Linked DNA regions of Mus musculus: regions 2, 3, 4 and 5 are each linked to region 1. A link is a contact called in public HiChIP or PLAC-seq and capture Hi-C data. All regions are on one chromosome and are shown on one strand. The core of a region is the stretch at or near the end of the contact, and the rest is flanking DNA. Distances in the headings are between cores, read along the strand shown.

The links. HiChIP or PLAC-seq counts read pairs in DNA pulled down with a chosen protein or histone mark. Capture Hi-C pulls out chosen DNA fragments and counts their contacts.
Region 2: a contact with region 1 is called in a capture Hi-C map of embryonic stem cells, with 2.3 times the contacts expected there. The contact joins two enhancer-like sites. A contact is called at or near these places in 2 of 484 Hi-C or Micro-C datasets (cortical neurons and myocytes), 1 of 115 datasets of contacts at active chromatin or transcription factors (embryonic stem cells) and 2 of 9 other capture datasets (adipose tissue and embryonic stem cells).
Region 3: a contact with region 1 is called in an H3K27ac HiChIP or PLAC-seq map of embryonic stem cells, with 2.2 times the contacts expected there. The contact joins the promoter of Prkci here to the enhancer-like site in region 1. A contact is called at or near these places in 5 of 39 promoter capture datasets (the C10 cell line, the HPC-7 cell line, cranial neural crest and 2 more), 1 of 15 datasets of contacts at CTCF or cohesin (the NIH/3T3 cell line), 4 of 115 datasets of contacts at active chromatin or transcription factors (bone marrow-derived macrophages, embryonic stem cells, extraembryonic endoderm stem cells and 1 more) and 2 of 9 other capture datasets (adipose tissue and liver).
Region 4: a contact with region 1 is called in an H3K27ac HiChIP or PLAC-seq map of embryonic stem cells, with 2.9 times the contacts expected there. The contact joins two enhancer-like sites. A contact is called at or near these places in 1 of 15 datasets of contacts at CTCF or cohesin (the NIH/3T3 cell line), 2 of 115 datasets of contacts at active chromatin or transcription factors (embryonic stem cells and epiblast stem cells) and 1 of 9 other capture datasets (liver).
Region 5: an H3K27ac HiChIP or PLAC-seq map of embryonic stem cells shows a contact between it and region 1, with 3 times the contacts expected there. The contact joins two enhancer-like sites. A contact is called at or near these places in 4 of 484 Hi-C or Micro-C datasets (cortical neurons, nephron progenitors and ventricular fibroblasts), 1 of 115 datasets of contacts at active chromatin or transcription factors (embryonic stem cells) and 3 of 9 other capture datasets (adipose tissue, embryonic stem cells and liver).

The regions. Positions count from the first base shown.
Region 1 is chr3:30,618,675-30,621,965 of GRCm38.p6, reverse strand. It overlaps Mynn (myoneurin), which reads right to left. Exons shown (of 8, transcript NM_030557.3): 8 at 2,093-3,291. Among named protein-coding and RNA genes, the nearest start is that of Mynn, 18 kb to the right of the region's middle. Within about 2 kb of position 1,620, at least 31 of the 459 cell types and tissues checked have an H3K27ac peak or open chromatin away from gene starts, as enhancers often do. A contact at or near this core is called in the HPC-7 cell line and embryonic stem cells, where this site is marked.
Region 2 is chr3:30,887,790-30,891,136 of GRCm38.p6, reverse strand. It overlaps Gpr160 (G protein-coupled receptor 160), which reads right to left. Exons shown (of 4, transcript NM_001134385.2): 3 at 1,096-1,195. Among named protein-coding and RNA genes, the nearest start is that of Gpr160, 34 kb to the right of the region's middle. Within about 2 kb of position 1,961, at least 5 of the 459 cell types and tissues checked have an H3K27ac peak or open chromatin away from gene starts, as enhancers often do. A contact at or near this core is called in embryonic stem cells, where this site is marked.
Region 3 is chr3:30,994,127-30,997,640 of GRCm38.p6, reverse strand. It overlaps Prkci (protein kinase C, iota), which reads right to left and starts at 1,870. Exons shown (of 18, transcript NM_008857.3): 1 at 1,556-1,870. The coding sequence starts at 1,656.
Region 4 is chr3:31,014,607-31,018,265 of GRCm38.p6, reverse strand. All of the region lies in intron 1 of Prkci (protein kinase C, iota), which reads right to left. Among named protein-coding and RNA genes, the nearest start is that of Prkci, 21 kb to the right of the region's middle. Within about 2 kb of position 1,270, at least 87 of the 459 cell types and tissues checked have an H3K27ac peak or open chromatin away from gene starts, as enhancers often do. A contact at or near this core is called in embryonic stem cells, where this site is marked.
Region 5 is chr3:30,928,115-30,931,768 of GRCm38.p6, reverse strand. Phc3 (polyhomeotic 3) reads left to right here. Exons shown (of 15, transcript NM_001165954.1): 9 at 1-30; 10 at 1,706-1,956. Among named protein-coding and RNA genes, the nearest start is that of Phc3, 39 kb to the left of the region's middle. Within about 2 kb of position 1,783, at least 38 of the 459 cell types and tissues checked have an H3K27ac peak or open chromatin away from gene starts, as enhancers often do. A contact at or near this core is called in embryonic stem cells, where this site is marked.

The DNA.
Region 1 (3,291 bases), core at 371-2,870:
CAAAACCTTTGATCTCCAGCAGTAGCCTGCCTGCACAGTATGGTAGTGCAATTGTGGCACAGAGTGAGGAGAAACCAATTACTCTGACTGAATTTAAGACAGTTCTCATCTTGTGAGCTGCAACTTCTTTGGGGTCAAATGACCCTTTCACAGGGGTTGCCTAAGACCATCAAAAACCACAGACTATAATTCATAACAGTAGCAAAATTGAATGAAGTAGCAACAAAATAATTGTATAATTGGGGGTCACTACAACGTGAGGAACTGTACTAAAGGATCATAGCATTGGTAAAGCTGTGAACCACTGAGTTAAGACCCACTTCATAAGATGGAATTCATTCCTGACACAACTTGAGACTAGACAGGCCACGGGCCCAAGGTAAACCCAAATTATATGTTTCTGTTAAAGAAACATAGCAATAAAATGCTTTCTAATAACATTCTACTACCACCCCATATATCAGTGCATCTTATATCACTCAGCCATAATCAGAGAAGCTGCTTCTTGAAGAAGCTGCAAACTAACACAGAGACCCACAACTGGACAATGGGATTTTGGACCACAGTCCTAAATGGGATGTCTTCATCAAGCCCACCTGTTAAGGCTCGGAGAGCCAAGTAGAAGAGGACAGAAAGATTGTAAGAGCCAGAGGGGATGGAGGACTCCAAGGGAATAGTATCCTCCAGACACAATAGGACTGAGGCACATAAGAATTCTAAGGCTGTGGTAGCACACCCAGAGCTTGCATAAGTTAAAGTCAGACAGGGTCCCGGTGGGGACAGAGGGAAAGAGATCTAGACTCCCACCCCTCACCAAGAAGCAATCTGCTATCCACATCTACTTGTGAAGGAAAAAATTAGTTTTTCCAGTGGAGTATAGCTCGATATATTCGCCACACTTCAGGATAGGCCTCGTGCCCTATGGCCAACACAGAAAGAACAGAATCGTTTGTTTGCCTGTTTGTTTTTTAAAGAGAGAAAGGGTCAGAGTTGGCTATGGGTGGGGAGGTGTAGAGGATCTGGGAGGAGCTGGGGGACCGGAAAATCTTGACCAGAATACAATGTATGCAAAGATAGATAAAGCCCTGACAAGGCTGACCTCCACAGGCTCATTTCCATACTATTGTATGAAACTGTGTCCCCTTGTCTTCAAATTTACTGGTCTAAGACGCAATCCTTTCTTAAAACACCAGCTTTCTCCAGTACTCTTGACTTTTCTCACTGACTTTCTGGCCAATTCCGCAGGACCTTTTCATTTACACCTTACTTAACACTGCAGCATTCCACAGCTCAAATTCTTGAGAATATGACCCAGCAGTCTAAGAACTGCTTTTCTGAAGTAAGTCACCTGAGGTCACCTGTATGGAATCACGTTACAAACCTGGGAGTCTAATTTCTGCCTTTCCGCCATCAACTACGGTAGGACGTGACCACACGGGCTATAAATGCGGCCCAGCGAATTCAGGCTGTGCATGCAAGTCAGCGTGGCTGCTGGGTTACACATTTCTGACTGTTACCTCATTCTTTCTCTTTAGATACTTTCTGCATTCTGCCTAGCTCCTCTTCAGTCAGCCACATGTAACTTCCCTCAGTCACTTTCTTTGTCTACCCAGGTGAACGATGAATGGCCCTTTCTCTCTCCACTACTCGACTGCTCACACTTCCTTTTTGAACTTCCTGTGAGCCACCACCCAGCATTTCTGCTTATTTTACAGCTACTGATCTCGGCTTTCTCGCCTTTCTTCAAGTGGACAGAATTATCTTTGTACATTTCCTGGCAGGCACTATGTTTATATGATAAATCCTTAAACACAGCAAATCTTTTGTCAATAAGCAGAGGCAGGGGTTGAAGAAGGCAAAAGAAGACTACATCATGTCTCGAGGGATTACTGTAGAGAGTGGTACACAGCTATAAGCCAGGACGCAGGAGTCTGAGGCAGCACGATTACTGTGAACTCCACACTTAGGCTATTTAATAAATCCAATCTGAACAGAGTGATACATAATAAAACCTGCCTCAAGTAGAAAAGAAACAAAGAAATCAATGTCCTAATATCTCCATCTCATTGTTAGTCAAAATAGTGAGTGAAAATGCAGAATTCATCTTTTTATTTGGTGGTATTTTTAATTCAATAACAGATTAAAAATCTCCAGGTAAATGATAATATATATATATATATTCCAGAACGTCATTTCAAGTGCTTCTCAAAGACAGAGCACCAAGCAGTGCTTGGGAGGCAGCTCTCAGTGTTTGGTCCATGCTGAAATCAGCTACGAGGCTTCTCTATCAAATATCTGCCCCAGCACATCTGATTCAGCACAGCAAACTGGAGTGGGCATGGGTACTCTTATTAAACTCCAATCTGACAGAAGTAAAGACAGTACAACAATTAGCCTAGGATATTTTTAAAATTAGTGTAGAGAGTTAATTACCTACTTTAACTGCTTTGACATGTGCCATTTCTGTAAGATTAAAATGTAGAGAAATGATAAACTACTTTTTCAAAGAACTGACAGACCTTCAATCTTGAAGAAGCTTTTAAAATTGTCCACTGAAATGATCCTATGGAATTTAACATGAATACTATTTAACAGCAAATTTTATTTAATATATAATTACAATTCCCTCTTTAAAAAAGCTCTAAAGTAAAATAATAATACAAAATTAGAAAATACTTTCTAAGATATTCAGCATTTTAAAGAAAGTTTGAACACCTGCTATAACACTTAAATAATTAAGAAGCTTTGCTAAAACACTGCATCATAACAGAGTAGGTAAAGAACTTACCGCAGGGATTCTCTGTGTTAGAATGACTCCCAGATTCTCATAAAGTGCACGCACGTTAGAGTGAGTAGTAACAGCATAGCATTAAAAGAATAACATTCAGTCTCTGAGCTTTCGTCACAAATAACTCTGCAAGAGCAAATGACTAAACCAGTATCAATCTAAAATAATTTTAGATACGCAAGTAATACAAATTAAAAAAAAAAACAATCTGACCTACTTCAGATTCCACTTATATGAAATAATGCTGAAAGTAACAATTTAGAAGCTTTCAGATGCTAGTTAGCAAGTTGGGGATTGAGTGGCTTGGTGCTGCTGTGTTGTTAGGGGCTGTGCTGCTCGCCTGGGGAATGCGGGAGGAGGATGTGGGGGACAGAGCCACTTTAGGTTACACAGGAGTCCTAGGCCAGTCTGGACTGTGAACTGATACACCAACAAGACTATCATTACACTCTAGGAGACTGCACACAGCACATCATGACATCATGACAGCAGCTTTTGGAATC
Region 2 (3,347 bases), core at 712-3,211, 270 kb before region 1:
GTGGTGGCAAGAGAAAACTGACTTTCTGGATGTCCTCTGACCTCCATACATAGGCTATGGCCCCTCCCAAAATAAATGAAAACTAGCGTTTTGTTTTATTTTTAAATCCAGCTTTTAAAGTATACATCTGGAGTAAAAGAAGCAAGAGAATGAATGCCATGCTTGGTCTTCAACGATTCCATTGCTTCCATCGTCTCATCTATCCAGAATGGAATTAGCAAAGCTAAGAAGCAGCCCTGAAGGTGTGCCCCCAACCCCCAGTGCCATTTGGCTCCTCCCTCACATGGGAAAGCAGCAGGAAGGCCAGAAAGAGCAGGCTAATATTTGGAGGACCTGGTGTTTCCCAGCGGGTCAGAAAGATGAAGAAAGGATTGGTTCACAGAGAACTTGCTTGGAAAGGGGATGGAAGGAGACGAGCCAAAGCAGACTTTAAGTGGAAGAATCATACAACGGGAAGAACATGCAGACCCAGGGAAGATACGCAACTGGAGGCAGGAAGAGCAGTTAGAGAGACCATACAAGAAATGAGATTTGGGGTCATCTTATAGTGGTTCCTGAATATGGCTATAGAAATCAGGACTTCTAAGATGAGACATTTCTTAGAGGACTTTATATATGTAGCCCCTTCTCCCACAATCCACGATAAGTATTCAAAATTCCAATATATTCTCCTTTAAATAGGCTCCCAGCCGAGGTGAAATCATAATCTACCTGTCCAGATCTGCAGAGATTCAGACATGTAAATGATAATAATAATAATGATAATAATAATAATAATAATAATAATAATAATAATAATAATATCCTTAGCTGTATCCATGTGTCTCAGGTGCAACAGCACACCATGAAAGGCCTTTATAGACACTCATCTCTTTGACATTTGCTTTGAGATCTGGTCCAACGTGGGAGCATGGACAGACCCGTTCTGTGCTTTCTTATCTATATCTTGTTGTTATTTTTGAGACAGGGTCTCACCATGTAGCCCTGGTTGTCCCAGAACTCAGAGATTCAGCTGCCTCTGACTCCTGAGTGCTGTGATTAAAGGTGTGCGCCACCACACTGGCCATCTTTGTCTTAACGGCTAGTTATACTTACTCTCTCTTGACTTGAGCTTATTTTCATTTTACAGCCTTCAGTGGCATCACTGTCAGATCCTCGAGTGTCGCTTTACTACACCAAGACGAGTGTGTGACCTCTGTGAAAGGAAGCGAGGGTTGCCATTTAGAAAACAGCTGGAAAGAGAGACCCACTGGACTTGCAAACTTTATATGCCCCAGTACAGGGGAACGCCAGGGCCAAAAAGGGGGAGTGGGTGGGTAGGGGAGTCGGGGGTGGGTATGGGGGACTTTGGGGATAGCATTGGAAATGTAATTGAGGAAAATACCTAATAAAAAAATTTAAAAAAAAGAAAAGAAAAGAAAACAGCACCTACGTATGCGTCCCTGCAAAGAAAACAAGCCTTTGGGACCAGAGCCAACCCAACGACTTACCATCTCAGATTCTCTGAGAAGCATCGAGGAGGACTGTGCTAATGACAGTCCACCACCGGAGACGATGAAGAGTTGGAAACACCTTCCCAGTGTCTAAACCTGTAGTTCTATTTGGTTTAATCCCCTGATACTTGTGTGCTAAATAATATTTTAAGTAAAAATCACTGTATTTCCCCAAACACAAGAAATTGAGCAAATTTACAGTGTTTCACAGGTACTTTGCTGTCTAGCTTATTATCAGACAGCTAAACTTTTATCTGCATTTACTCTGCCTAGATATAACACCTACCACAAAGCTTCTGGAAACTTTTCTGTACATTCATTAAGACTTAGAGAGTAAAAGGGGTAACTTCAAGTGCAGGAAATGAGTCAGTAGGACCACTGTTTGTCATGGAAAGAGCCTGTGAAGAACAATGGAGCTGCCAGTATTCTAATGCTAATTTGTGTCCCCCAAATTAGTTTGCAGGAGAGGGTCTGCCCATAGCTTCTGGGAGCCTGCCCCAAGTTGGTTCTGCTTGATAGATAAAGATGCCAGCAGCCAATAGCTGGGGAGGAGAGAGAGGCAGGGTTTAGGGTTCCTGGCCTTGAGACTCTAGCAGCATGGAGGCTAGGCAGTCGCCCAGCTAGTGTGCTGCTTAAGGCATATTAAATATAAAGGCTGTGTGTGCCTTTCACTTAGGAACAAAAACCATTGAGGTGTGAAGCAACCCTGCACTGGAGTTGATTAAATAATACTACAGAACATGATACTAAGCCTTGTCAAGACTGCACATAGCTTTAGTCCTAAGATCAATTCTAAACATATAGCAGCACATAATTATGGCCCAAATCACAAGTGGAGATGAAGGGGCCCTAGCTATACATGAAAGAGCCTTTCAACACAGGCACAATCCAAATGTGAGGAATTCTGTCTCTGCTATTACCTGTGGGAGACTGACGTTAGCTGTTGGTTAAGACAACCTGTCTTCCAAAACATGCTGTTTGTTTTGGAAACCCTTGTAAGATGAAGTCCTTGTACGATAGACAAATAGTGTTTGAAACTTGTTATAAATAACTGATAAGGTACAAAACTGAAATTCCAGAAATACACACAACGAAAATTACCCATTTTATTTAGTCTTTCAATAGCCCACATTGCTCGTTGATACCAATATCATTTCCTCAGATTACCCTACAATACACACATGTGTACATACACACACACACCATACATGCACATATACATCCCATATACATACACACAATCACCACAAACACACCTACATATACATATCCTCCCACACATACATACACATTAGACACCTTATGTATGAACACACACACACACACACACACACACACACACACACACACACACACTAATACTAGATCCTTGACTCCTGCTGTTAGGTTACCATGTGGAGATGCTCTTCGGTGTTCTCTTCCCTACAACACATGCTATAGGATACACTTGACGATGGCTGCTCTGTCAACACGGGTCCCTGAGTGGCTTGAGCACAGACATTGAGGAGGCAGAATTGACGCATGGTATGAGCAAATCTTTGCTGCATTAAGCCACTGGGGTTCAGGGATGACCCAGTAGAGCCAGCCCATCCTGACTAGTACAGTTCCTCAGTATTCTCTGTGTCCTTTGAAATGTTTTAACCTCACATGTTTTACTTCGCACCAGAAACGCTGCAGAAGAAACCATAACCGTGGGAAGCAACAATAGAAATCTACGGAAATTGGTTAAAATTATTATTTGGTTTTAATTTTGGGATTCTGGAACATTTTAGGTTTTCTTCTGACTTGAATATAATTGTTCATATAGGAAAAGAATATCTCAATTCAGTGATGGAAATTTAAACTCCAAGAAAA
Region 3 (3,514 bases), core at 621-3,120, 380 kb before region 1:
CTTACCAAGCACACGCATTTACACTGAACTCTCGTCTGTAAACCTGTCAACTAGACAGCTTCTTTAGAATCCACGGCATTTCCTCCTCTACACCTAATACGCCACAGGCTGCTAACTTTATAAGTGGAACCTACTCAAAAGCAACGTTTCTCAATCCGTAGATCTAGATCCCTTTGGGAGGGGTCTAAGAGCATCCGAAAACACAGATATTCATGTTACATTCATAACAGTAGAAAAATTACAGTTACAGGTAGTAGCAAAATAAATTGGGGTCACCACAACATGAGGAAGAGTATTAAACAGTTGCAGCATTGAGAACCACTGCTCTAAAACAAATGTCTCTCAAATTATCAGAAAGTTGTGTGTTTGTCCTCGGAAGGATGGGCTGTGGCTCTTCCAATCTTGCAAAGTTTGTTCATGGCTGACCATGAACCAAAATGCCTAAAGCAATTATTATGACAACTACCAACTTTTTAAAAATTTCAAAAAAAAAAAAAATTAGTGCGTTTGCGGAGACTATTTTAACCTCATTTTCTCTGTTTTAAGTGAAAAGAACATTGTCTACTGCAAATTCTACGAATTAGTCCCAAATCAGTCAATGTCAGAGGCTGGAAGATAACACACAAATCTAAGGCCTTACATGTACACATTAAGACATGTGCAGCTTCAGTTCTCTTGAAAGGAAAACAAGAAAGAACCGGGAAGGTCTGCTATCTTCACTGATCCCCTCAGGAATGTGAAAGCACGCACAGCTCTTTTAACCTTGTAGCACTTGAAGCTTTTAAAAGCAATTTATTTCTGCCTAGACAAGCAGAGAGGTCTTCTGTTAATCCCTGCTCTCCAGTCTTTATGCTCACGCTGGCCTTTCACCTCAGCAGAGATCCTAAATTATCTCAAACCACACACTGAAGTCAAAGGAGAGGAAGAACTTTATGATAAGTCACGATAGAAAATGATTTGGGCTATGCTCAGAACTGGATTACTTTTGGCAGAGACATTAGTTTAAACGTTTGGTAATCAAGTGGGGTAAAGATCGTTTCTAGAATTTAAAGCCTTGGCTTCTCACCTTTCGATAGCTCACCCTAACTTCCAAAATGTGGGTCAGCACATTTGCACCTTAATTCTGACCACCCAGGATCCAGTGCACATCCTATTAAAAAGTATCGACTTTGGTACTAACTCTAACACCTATAGCGGCTCTCTGACCATAGTCCAGACTTATTTCATGAACTCTCCCACGGCGAAGGATAGATGTAAACCTGATTTATAAGACGGAGGCTTCAGGCCTGTCTGCAATGAAAGGAGCCACCTAACGAAGCAGTCCAGGCTTGCGTGCCCACAGTAGTGAGTGAACAGAGGCTTCCCTCGAAATCTTCAATCCACCCAGTCCCGAAACAGTTGCAAATTTCTCCGTCAGCTGATTTGTCCTCCCCTCCGGTTGCGCCCACTCTCCTCCGCCGACTCCTGGCGACCTACACTCATACGTCCAGGGTGCCACCAACCGCACCTCTCGCCGCCCCCACGATCGCTCGGGTCCCTGACCGCCAACACTCACCCGCGGTAGTAGGCTTTCACCCGGACCTGGTGGGAATGGTCCCCGCCGCCGCCGCACGCGACCGTGTGGGACATGGTGCTGCTGTCCCTCTGGGTCGGCATCTCCTCACTCCCCCGCCTCGCCGCAGGAGGCCGAGGGGGCCGGGGCAGCGCCGGGCGCCGCGAGGGTCTCGGCCTCCCGAGCCTGTCGGGAAGCCGTGGCCGCCCGCCTCGCCGACCAACACGCCTAGCCCGCGGCGCGGAGCGAGCAAGGGGTCGCTTCGCCGCCAAGCCCGAGCCCCAGCGCTCCTCCCTCCGCCCGGCACAACACGCCTCCCGCCGCGGCTCCTCCCACCACGCTCGCTCCCAAGGCCGCATTCCGCGGCAGGGCGGGCTCAGGAGTCGCGGAGCCCCGGCGCTCTCATCCTCACGGGGGGGAGAAGAGGCTAGCAGAGGGAACAGAACCCACCAGCCTACTAACAGACGCTCTGAAATGGGAATATACTTGGATATTAATATAAGTAATTGTAAACCACGCCTTTAAATGGAAGGATTTCTACAAAACAACCTACAGAGCACCCACGCTCAAGGTTGCTTCCCCTATTTCTTCTATTTAGTCTCGTCCCAGCTAGCCCGCCACGCTTCCGGAATGTATTTGCTGCGCGGGATTCTGGGATTTGGAGTCCCGGTGGGATTCTGGGACTTGTTCCTTAAGTGTAGAGTGCCGCGTTTTCGATCTTGTGCTTCCCGGGAGTTGTAGGCATGGAAGTCCTGAAAACCGCTTGAGTATCTGAGGGCACTGGAAAGATGGCTTCGTCAAGATGTAGAATCTCCTTCCAATTAAATTCTCCATGTCAATTTCATTGATCATTGAAATTAAACAGTTCCCTTTTGGGGGAACAAGATTTGATTACCTGCTCAGCAAATCCTTTTCGGGGAGAATTTAATAATGTAGGTAGCAAAAGCATTAGTGAATGCAACGAAAGAAGAAACTCAATTGGGAGATACCACAGGAGAGAGACTTCTTCAAGGCCCTCAACCCGTGAATATTGCCATTCTATAGAAGAAAGTGCCCAGTGAATACTTAACTAGTGTGTCAGTTCATTAGCATTTATTTTACTTACACTAGTCTGGTCGAGAATTAGAAAAAAAAATCTGTCCGTGTAACTTACTTTCGGACTTCCTCAGATCTTGCCTGTATCACTTACTCTACCCTTAAGGTAGCTTGAATCTAGCCACCAGGTCAGCTCAGATAGCAACATGTGCAAATTGTTGAAATAAGCAAAGATATGGCTTTCTTTTTGTTATTGTTTGTTTGTTTTTGGTTGGTAAGAGGTTTTCTCTCTGTAGCTGTCCTTGAACTCATTCTGTCAGGCTAGACTCAAACTCAGAGATTCGCCTGCTAGTGCCTCCTGGGTCCTATTAAGGGCATGTGTCACCACTACCCAGCAGCTTTCTTTATAATCATACATTAGATTTGGTTGCTTGCTTTATCAGAGCTACTATGTGTGACACTTAGCTTGGTACTAGCTTCATCCAACGTCCACAAATTTGGAGTATATGAAAATTTCCACTAAATAACTTTTTTTTTTTTAACAATTAGAGGCTGCATCATCACGTTAAATATGGATTGATTGCTGATGGTCATTTTTTTTAATTATTATTTTATGTATGAGCACCACACACCGCCTGGTTCCTGCAGAGGTCAGAAAGGGGTGCCAGATACACTGGAACTGGAGTTTCAGATAGTTGTGCTGGGAATCAAACCCAGGTTCCCAGGAGGAACAGCCAGTGCCTTTAACTACTGAACCATCTCTCCAGGCAGAGATCACCAATTTTTAATTGCATTATTGAAACTTTTTAATGCTTTGTGACAAGTTTACAATTATATAAAGCTCTAGAAAAATAACTAGCATATAAGAAGTAGATATTTATGAAGAAATAAAAGGTAATTCACAGAAAATTCTTTTTTTAAAAAAAA
Region 4 (3,659 bases), core at 21-2,520, 400 kb before region 1:
CCCGTGCTTCTGCTACCCTGGCTCCCTTAACTTCACAAATAACCCAGCATCAATCTGTAGAGCACGAGTTGTACATCTCTTCTCTCATTTCCAGCTTTCCCCCAAAGATAGTTTCCAAAAATTGATTTAAAGTAGCTTCCTTTAGTATAAATTTCCCTCCCCAAACACAGGAACATATTTTTATTATTGAAAGTGACAATAAGGAATATAAAATAGTGAATAATATCTATGAATGCACACTTCCTTTCCTTCCATTAGATGAGCAGATCCAGTGTGCCTTGTGCTGTTGTCCAGCAGATGCCTGGCGTTGCAGCTAAGCAGCCCTGGGACCTCTACACAGGAGCCACTTCTACTCAGCACTGGAGGAGCTGGACTCTCTGTAAGCCATTGATAAAATCAACATAATTTATTCGCTTCCTGCAGTAACCCACACGGCTCTATCATACAGAGTAAATGTTAATGTCCCTAGGCAGGTGGGAGGGTTAGCTTTTCTGTGGATGTGATAACGTCCAGAATCACCAGGAAAGAGTGCAGAGTGAGGTCTAGCTTAGGTTGGTCTGGGGACATGCCTGTGTGGTATTGTCTTTAAGTTAATTGAGGTGGAAGAAACTGAGGTTGGAAGGTCCACCCTTAACCTGACCCCTCTGCAATGGAGTGGAGCTAACATAAGCCCCTTCTCCCCTAGGCTGCTTTTATTGGAGGATTTGATCTCAGCGACTGGGAAGAAGATTTGAACATCGGGGTCTACAGGCCCCTCAGGAGCTGTCCCTGGCTACCTGCCAGGCCTACTTCTCCAATGGCACACAAACGTGTGCTTGTATTACCCCCTGTCCCAAATGGAACACAATGAAACTTGGTGAAGTGAAGGCAGAGATGTGGTTTTTTGTTTTGTTGTTGTTGTTGTTGTTGTTTTTTTCCCCATTATACTCCTAGAGGTCAATGCAGTTCCTAGCACAGAATAATACTTTACTGTCAAAACACAGCTCTCACCTCAAAATTCGTAAGAGATCCTTATCTGGAGCTAAATGTGAGTGCCATGACCAGGGGTCACAGATTCAAGCTACCCCAAATTCCATGTTTCAACACGGTAACATTTTCGTGAAATTCTCTTAGTAACAGAAGAAAGAAAGTCTTCAATCAAATGCACTTTTCAAATACACCAGAGGACCATCACAGAGGCAGCTTACAACAAAACGGGCCACCCCCTTCTCTTGGCTTCAGATTCCAGCTGAGCACATTCTTAGCCTTCTGGATGATCAAAGTTAGTGGTCAGTCAAGCTAATAAATTCCAAATGTTTCACTTGCTAGACACAGGACGTGAGGTCAGATACAGAGATGGGCAAGGAATGGCTGCTTAGGGAGCTTCTAAAAAGAGTTCCAAATAAACTATTGGGCTCTGCACCTGCAGTGTTCCAACCTCTCCACTATCACTGAGGGTCACCAATAATTAACAGGCTTGCAGAAGGTGTGGTGGAAGGTACTGCTCTTTCCAGGAACTCTCTCTCACTCACACAATAGATGCCTGTTCACTGGTGAAAGGGAGGAAATGACGACAGAAAGGAAACGTGAAAAACAGACTTGGGCAGTTGAGGCCTACTGATGCCTCCAAGGAACCGCAGAGCTGCCACGTGCTCTCTGCCAAAGAAGCGACAGCTGCCTGTAGTCTTCAGGAGCTACAGAAGGTAAGCAGATAGCCAAGAGGACAGAGAAACTGGATTGCCTCTTCAGGGACGGTCACACGCACGCCTCTCGCCATGGCTTCCCTAACAATGTGCTTGCTTCTTGGCAATCCAGCTAGTAGTCTAAACACTTACTCTCCCGTCTTTATTAACAAAACACAAGACACTATTTTTACTTAAATATTTTATATATATTTTGATCATGTTTTCCCCTCCCTCAACTCCTCCTAAATCTGTGCTCTGCTCAGTCATCATCAGAGAAGCTTCCTCCGGCACCAGACAGAACAAGTACAGAGTGCCACAGCCAGGCATTAGGCACTGAGGGAGTCTTTGGAACTCAGCCCTAAATGAGATGCCTCCGTCCAATCCCTGCCCTGAGAACTCAGGGAACCGAGGAAGAGGAGACAGCAAGAGTGTAAGAGCCAGAGGGAGTGGGGGGCATCAAGAAATCAAGACCTAGACACAACAGGGCTGGCACGCACATGAGCTCCCAGAGACTGCGGCAGCGTGCACAGGGCCTGCATGGGTCTGCACCCGATGGGTCCTAGAGCTGAAAGAGAAGGAACAGAGCCCGTCCCCATCCCTAACCCAGAAGCTAGCTCCAACTCATAGCTGCTTGTGAAGGAAAAATCAGTTTTTTCACAGGGAAAGCACTCTCAAGGGCAGGCCCTATCCCCGACAGTAGAGGGAAATACAACCCAACTCAAGAGCCGCTCTGGAGGTTTTAAGCAGGGCTTTCATTGTTTACACTTACAGACCCTCTGCCAATACTGTTATGGCTTCTGGTTTGGGTTCTGATGGGATGCCTGTGTTTTGTCATATTTGACTTGTTTGTTTGATTTATTCTACTGTATTTTATTACTATTCCTTAGATGGCTGTTTTCTGAGAGACAGAAAGGCTATGGATCTGGATAAAAGGAGGAAAGAACGGGGGGGGGGGGGGCCGGACTATAATCTAAGTACCTTGTTAAAGGGTCTATTTTCAATCAAAGAAACACGAACAACAAAAGTTCTCCTTACACTATACCTGGATCATGTTTCCTCTCCCCTAGATCCTTCCCACCTAATGTCATGCTCTTTAAGTTTCCCACCCCTCCTCAAACAACCACAAAAAAAAACCCCAAAAATCAAGACCAAAAACCAGCAAGACAAAACACCAAAAGAAAACTCCATACAGATTAACCCTGAAGTACACCTTACTCACCCAGCTATCCTACACATCCTCTGTGCCTACCACTAATGTGAGGATATCTCTTTCACTGGAAAACAGAGCAAGCCAGTGCTGTCCTGCACAGAGAAATAAGGCCTTTAACTAGATAGCAAACCCGTTGGTGCCATACCTTCCAGCTTCCGAACTGAGACACTACTGTCCGGCATAGCTTATGCTTTCTGTAATATTGCTACGGAAGCACAGACAGACTCTCAAAGCCCCCTCCCTTCCCTTCTCCTCCATAACTGTCAATCATAGGAGCACTCACCCATGCCGCGCTCATACCCTGCACCATGCCTTTCCACAGCAGATGCCAGGCAATGCTTAGTTCTCTGGTTTAATAAACTCCACACATGCAATACTCACAAACAACAAGAATGAGTTTATTATGTCTATCTGGAGACAAGTCCAAGATGAAAGCGCCTTAGCTACCTTCTGTTTGAAAGACTTGCAGCTTCTAGTTGTGTCCTCAGAAACAGGCCTTAGCTGCGCCATTCCACACAGGTACTAATCCCATTCATGAGAGCCAATGCAACTTCCAGTAGACCCTTCACCTTCTAAGACATTTTATGTCAATTTCTACAATAAATGCTGGGACTGGGGGTGGGGGATGGACACAAATATTTAGACCACTACAGTATATAAAAGATTTATATTTATATTTGTCAACAAAAAGCGCAATGGATACAGCTCTGTTTTTAAGAGCCTGGCTAGTGAATAATTTAATCCTTGATTTAAAACCTTAGTTTTGGGCATGGAGCCATGGCTCT
Region 5 (3,654 bases), core at 534-3,033, 310 kb before region 1:
AGGACTTGACATCCGAACATCCTTTGTTAGGTGAGGAAATACAAAGTACAGAGGATTCTATTTGATAGATGTCAGTAATAAAATTTTTTTCCATTAGAGATAGCATTAAACTAACCATTACTGTTGTTAACTATAGCAAAAGATAGATTATATTTAAAAATTTAAAATGTATGAAGAATATTGTCTTATTAAAAAATAAAAATTCTTGTTTTCTTGGAAAATTCTTTAACAGCAGTGTAAAGTTATTGGTTTATAAAACCTTTACTACCACCCAAAGAAAACGTGATGTTTCAAGCATTATAATTATTATTGGCTAATACAGATGTGTTTCATGTGCCAACTCACATTCCTGTTTTAGCTATTTCTTATTTAAAAATTAGAATAAGAGACTGGGGAGATGGCCCAGTGTGTAAAGCACTTGTTGCTCAAGTATGAGGACCTGAGTTCAAATCCCCAGAGTCCACATAAAGCTAGGCACAGCAGCACATACCTATAATCCCAGTGTTCCCATAGTTAGAGGAGACAGGAGAATATCCAGAAACTCGAGGGAGGGCCAGGTAGCCTCATGTGTATATCAGCAAATAACAAAAACACTCTGTCTAAAAATAAGTAGAATCAGAGATCCACATCCAGGGTTGTCCTCTGACCTTCACACATGCTTTCATGTATGTGCTTGTATACACACACACACACACACACACACACACACACACACACACACACACACACACACAGTATAAATCAGACTAGCAGGAGATTATGTTAGGGGCTGAGTACTTGCTGAGCATGCACAGAGCCTTGGTTTCAGTCCCTAGCACCATATAGAAAGCCCCAGGCATGATGGCAGTGCCTCTAATCTCAGCATTAAGTGAGGTGCAACATGAAAGCACTGGCCATGACACCAGTGGTCGGCAAGTGACTTTTGTACGCATGCCTTCTTTCTTCCGAGTTCTGCTCTCACTAAAAGCCTACATATTAGCTGTTCCACCTCTCTGCGTTAGCGCTACAGTCAAGGGTGGATGCTACTGTGAGTAGTGACTCCTTCTCAATAGACATTTTCAGCCAAGTCTACTTGGGCCTGCTATGTGCTCATGCAGCGTTTCCCTAGTCAACACACAGCAACACAGGAGCTGAAAGCAGCAGCCTCTGAGAGGATTCACAACACAGGAGCTGAAAGCAGCAGCCTCTGAGAGGATTCACAACACAGGAGCTGAAAGCAGCAGCCTCTGAGAGGATTCACAACACAGGAGCTGAAAGCAGCAGCTTCTGAGAGGATTCACAAGAGCCCCTGCTCTGAGGCTGCAGCCGTAACCTGCCCAAATCACTGAAGTTCCTACTTCTATGGACTTGGGGGTCCTTTTGAATTTTTTAAGTGAATATATAGCCATCTGAATCATGTGGAATAGACAGGAAAGTAAGATATTTATTATCTATGTAGCTTAAAAGCAGATAGAAACTCAATTGACAACTTTTGTAGTTTTTCTTGAGATGATATTTAGGGCATTTGCAGGTTCTATGGGGAAAATAAGAATAAAATATTAGGTGCTAATTTTGAGCATATTAGTGTAGTCTATAGAGTGGGGATGTTGTATGGATTGAATGAGACAGCAGTGCGATGTTCTTGGAGAGCAGTAGATGTGCTCACTCCTAAGCCCTTTCATCTCTGTAGGGCACATGGCTAACCAGGAAATCCCCTTTCTTTCAGAGCAAGTGGAGTTGCCTGCTGTGGCCTCAGTCAGTGCTTCCGTGATCAAGTCTCCATCAGACCCCACCCATGCCTCTGCTCCTGCACCTCCCCTCTTAATCCCTGCTGCCTCCACCAGGAGCAGCAGCACTTCTCTGGCCAGCAGCACTCCCAGCCTGGAAAACAAGCCTCCACAGGCTATTGTGAAACCACAGATTTTGACCCACGTTATAGAAGGCTTTGTGATTCAGGAGGGGCTGGAGCCGTTTCCTGTAAGTCAGAAGCTTATTTGTGTTTTTAAAATTATTTTTAGTTACACAACACTGTCTTAAAACAATGTTCTACTATTGTTCTCTAAGAAAATGCTTGTAATTTTAAGTTTAAAGATGGACTTGTTTTTAAATGTAGAATTTTAGCTGTCTAATCTTTTAATGTATTTCTCTGTACAGGTTCTGAGACTTTTTCACCCCCTTTGGTTTTTCATGACAGGGTTTCTCTGTGTGGCCCTGGATGTCCTAGAACTTTCTCTGTAGACCAGGATGGATTTTAACTTATAGAGATCCACCTGCCTCTGCCTCCTGAGTGCTGTGTTTAAAGATGTGTACCACCTCTGCTTGGCCTGAGACATTTTGTACTAGCCGTTTCTGATCTTAACTCTGCTTGCCTGTCTGATGGGGATGCTTTTATGATGTGTCAGAATTAAATATGTTAATGTATCTAGATTTACTAGCCATAGCTATTACTGATTGTCACCATTGTAATATCAATTACAGCTTCACTTTTTCTTCTACTTGTTTGTTTGTTTGTTTATTTTTCTTTCCTATTTTACATCCTGACCACAGTTTCCCCAACTCTTCTCCTCCCAGTCCTCCACCTCTATCCACTCCTCTGTTTCCCTTCAGAAAAGAGCAGCCAGTCCTCCCAGGGATATCAAACAAACGTAGCATATCAAATTGCAGTAAAACTGAGCACATCACCTTGTATAAAGACTAGACTAGGGGGCTGGAGAGATGGCTCAGTGGTTAAAAGCACCGACTGCTCTTCTGAAGGTCCTGAGTTCAAATCCCAGCAGCCATATGGTAGCTCACAACCATCTGTAATGAGATCTAACACCCTCTTCTGGTGCATCTGAAGACAGCTACAGTGTACATAGATATAATAATAAATAAACCTTAAAAAAATAAAAAAGACTAGACTAGGTAATCCAGCAGGAGGAAAAGAGTTCCAAAAACTGGCAAAAGAGTCAAAGACAGCCCCTGCTCCCACTGTTAGGAGTCCCACAAGAAGACCAGGCTACACAACTAACACATGCAGAGGACCTAGGTCAGACCCGTAAGCTCCTTGAGTCAGTTCAGTCTCTGTGAACACTTATGGGACCAGGTTAGTTGATTGTGTGTGTGTGTGTGTGTGTGTGTGTGTTTTGACCCCTCTGGGTCCTGCAATCCTTCATCCCTCTCTTCCACAGACTTCTGAGCTCCCACCTAACATTTGGCTGTGGGTTTCCGTCAGTTTCCTGTTTCCGTCAGTTGCTGGATGAAGCATGCTAGCCTCCTTTTTCCTAGGACTATTATTAGGGATCATTTTATTGACATTCTTTTTTCCCAGACTTGTTTGGTTCTGTCCTAGGTGTATGTGCTACTCGTTCCTTGGTATTTAACCTCCCTGGGTTGTTGCATTATAGCATGATTATCCTTTATTTTACAGCTAATGTCCACTTATGGTACATACCATGTTTATCTCTCTGGGTCTAGGTTACTCAGGGTGAAATTTTCTAGTTCTGTAGTGTGTGGGGTTTGCTTTAATCCAACATAAACCCAACATAACTCAAATGCAAGCTCAATGAAGTTGACAAAAAATTGGCCACAGAACAGACTCAGGAGCTAAACTACGACCTGTAGAAGTGCTGCACAGCATACTTAAAGGATTAAAGCATGACGCGTTAATAAAGCAAGGGGGAGCAGGGTGGGCTG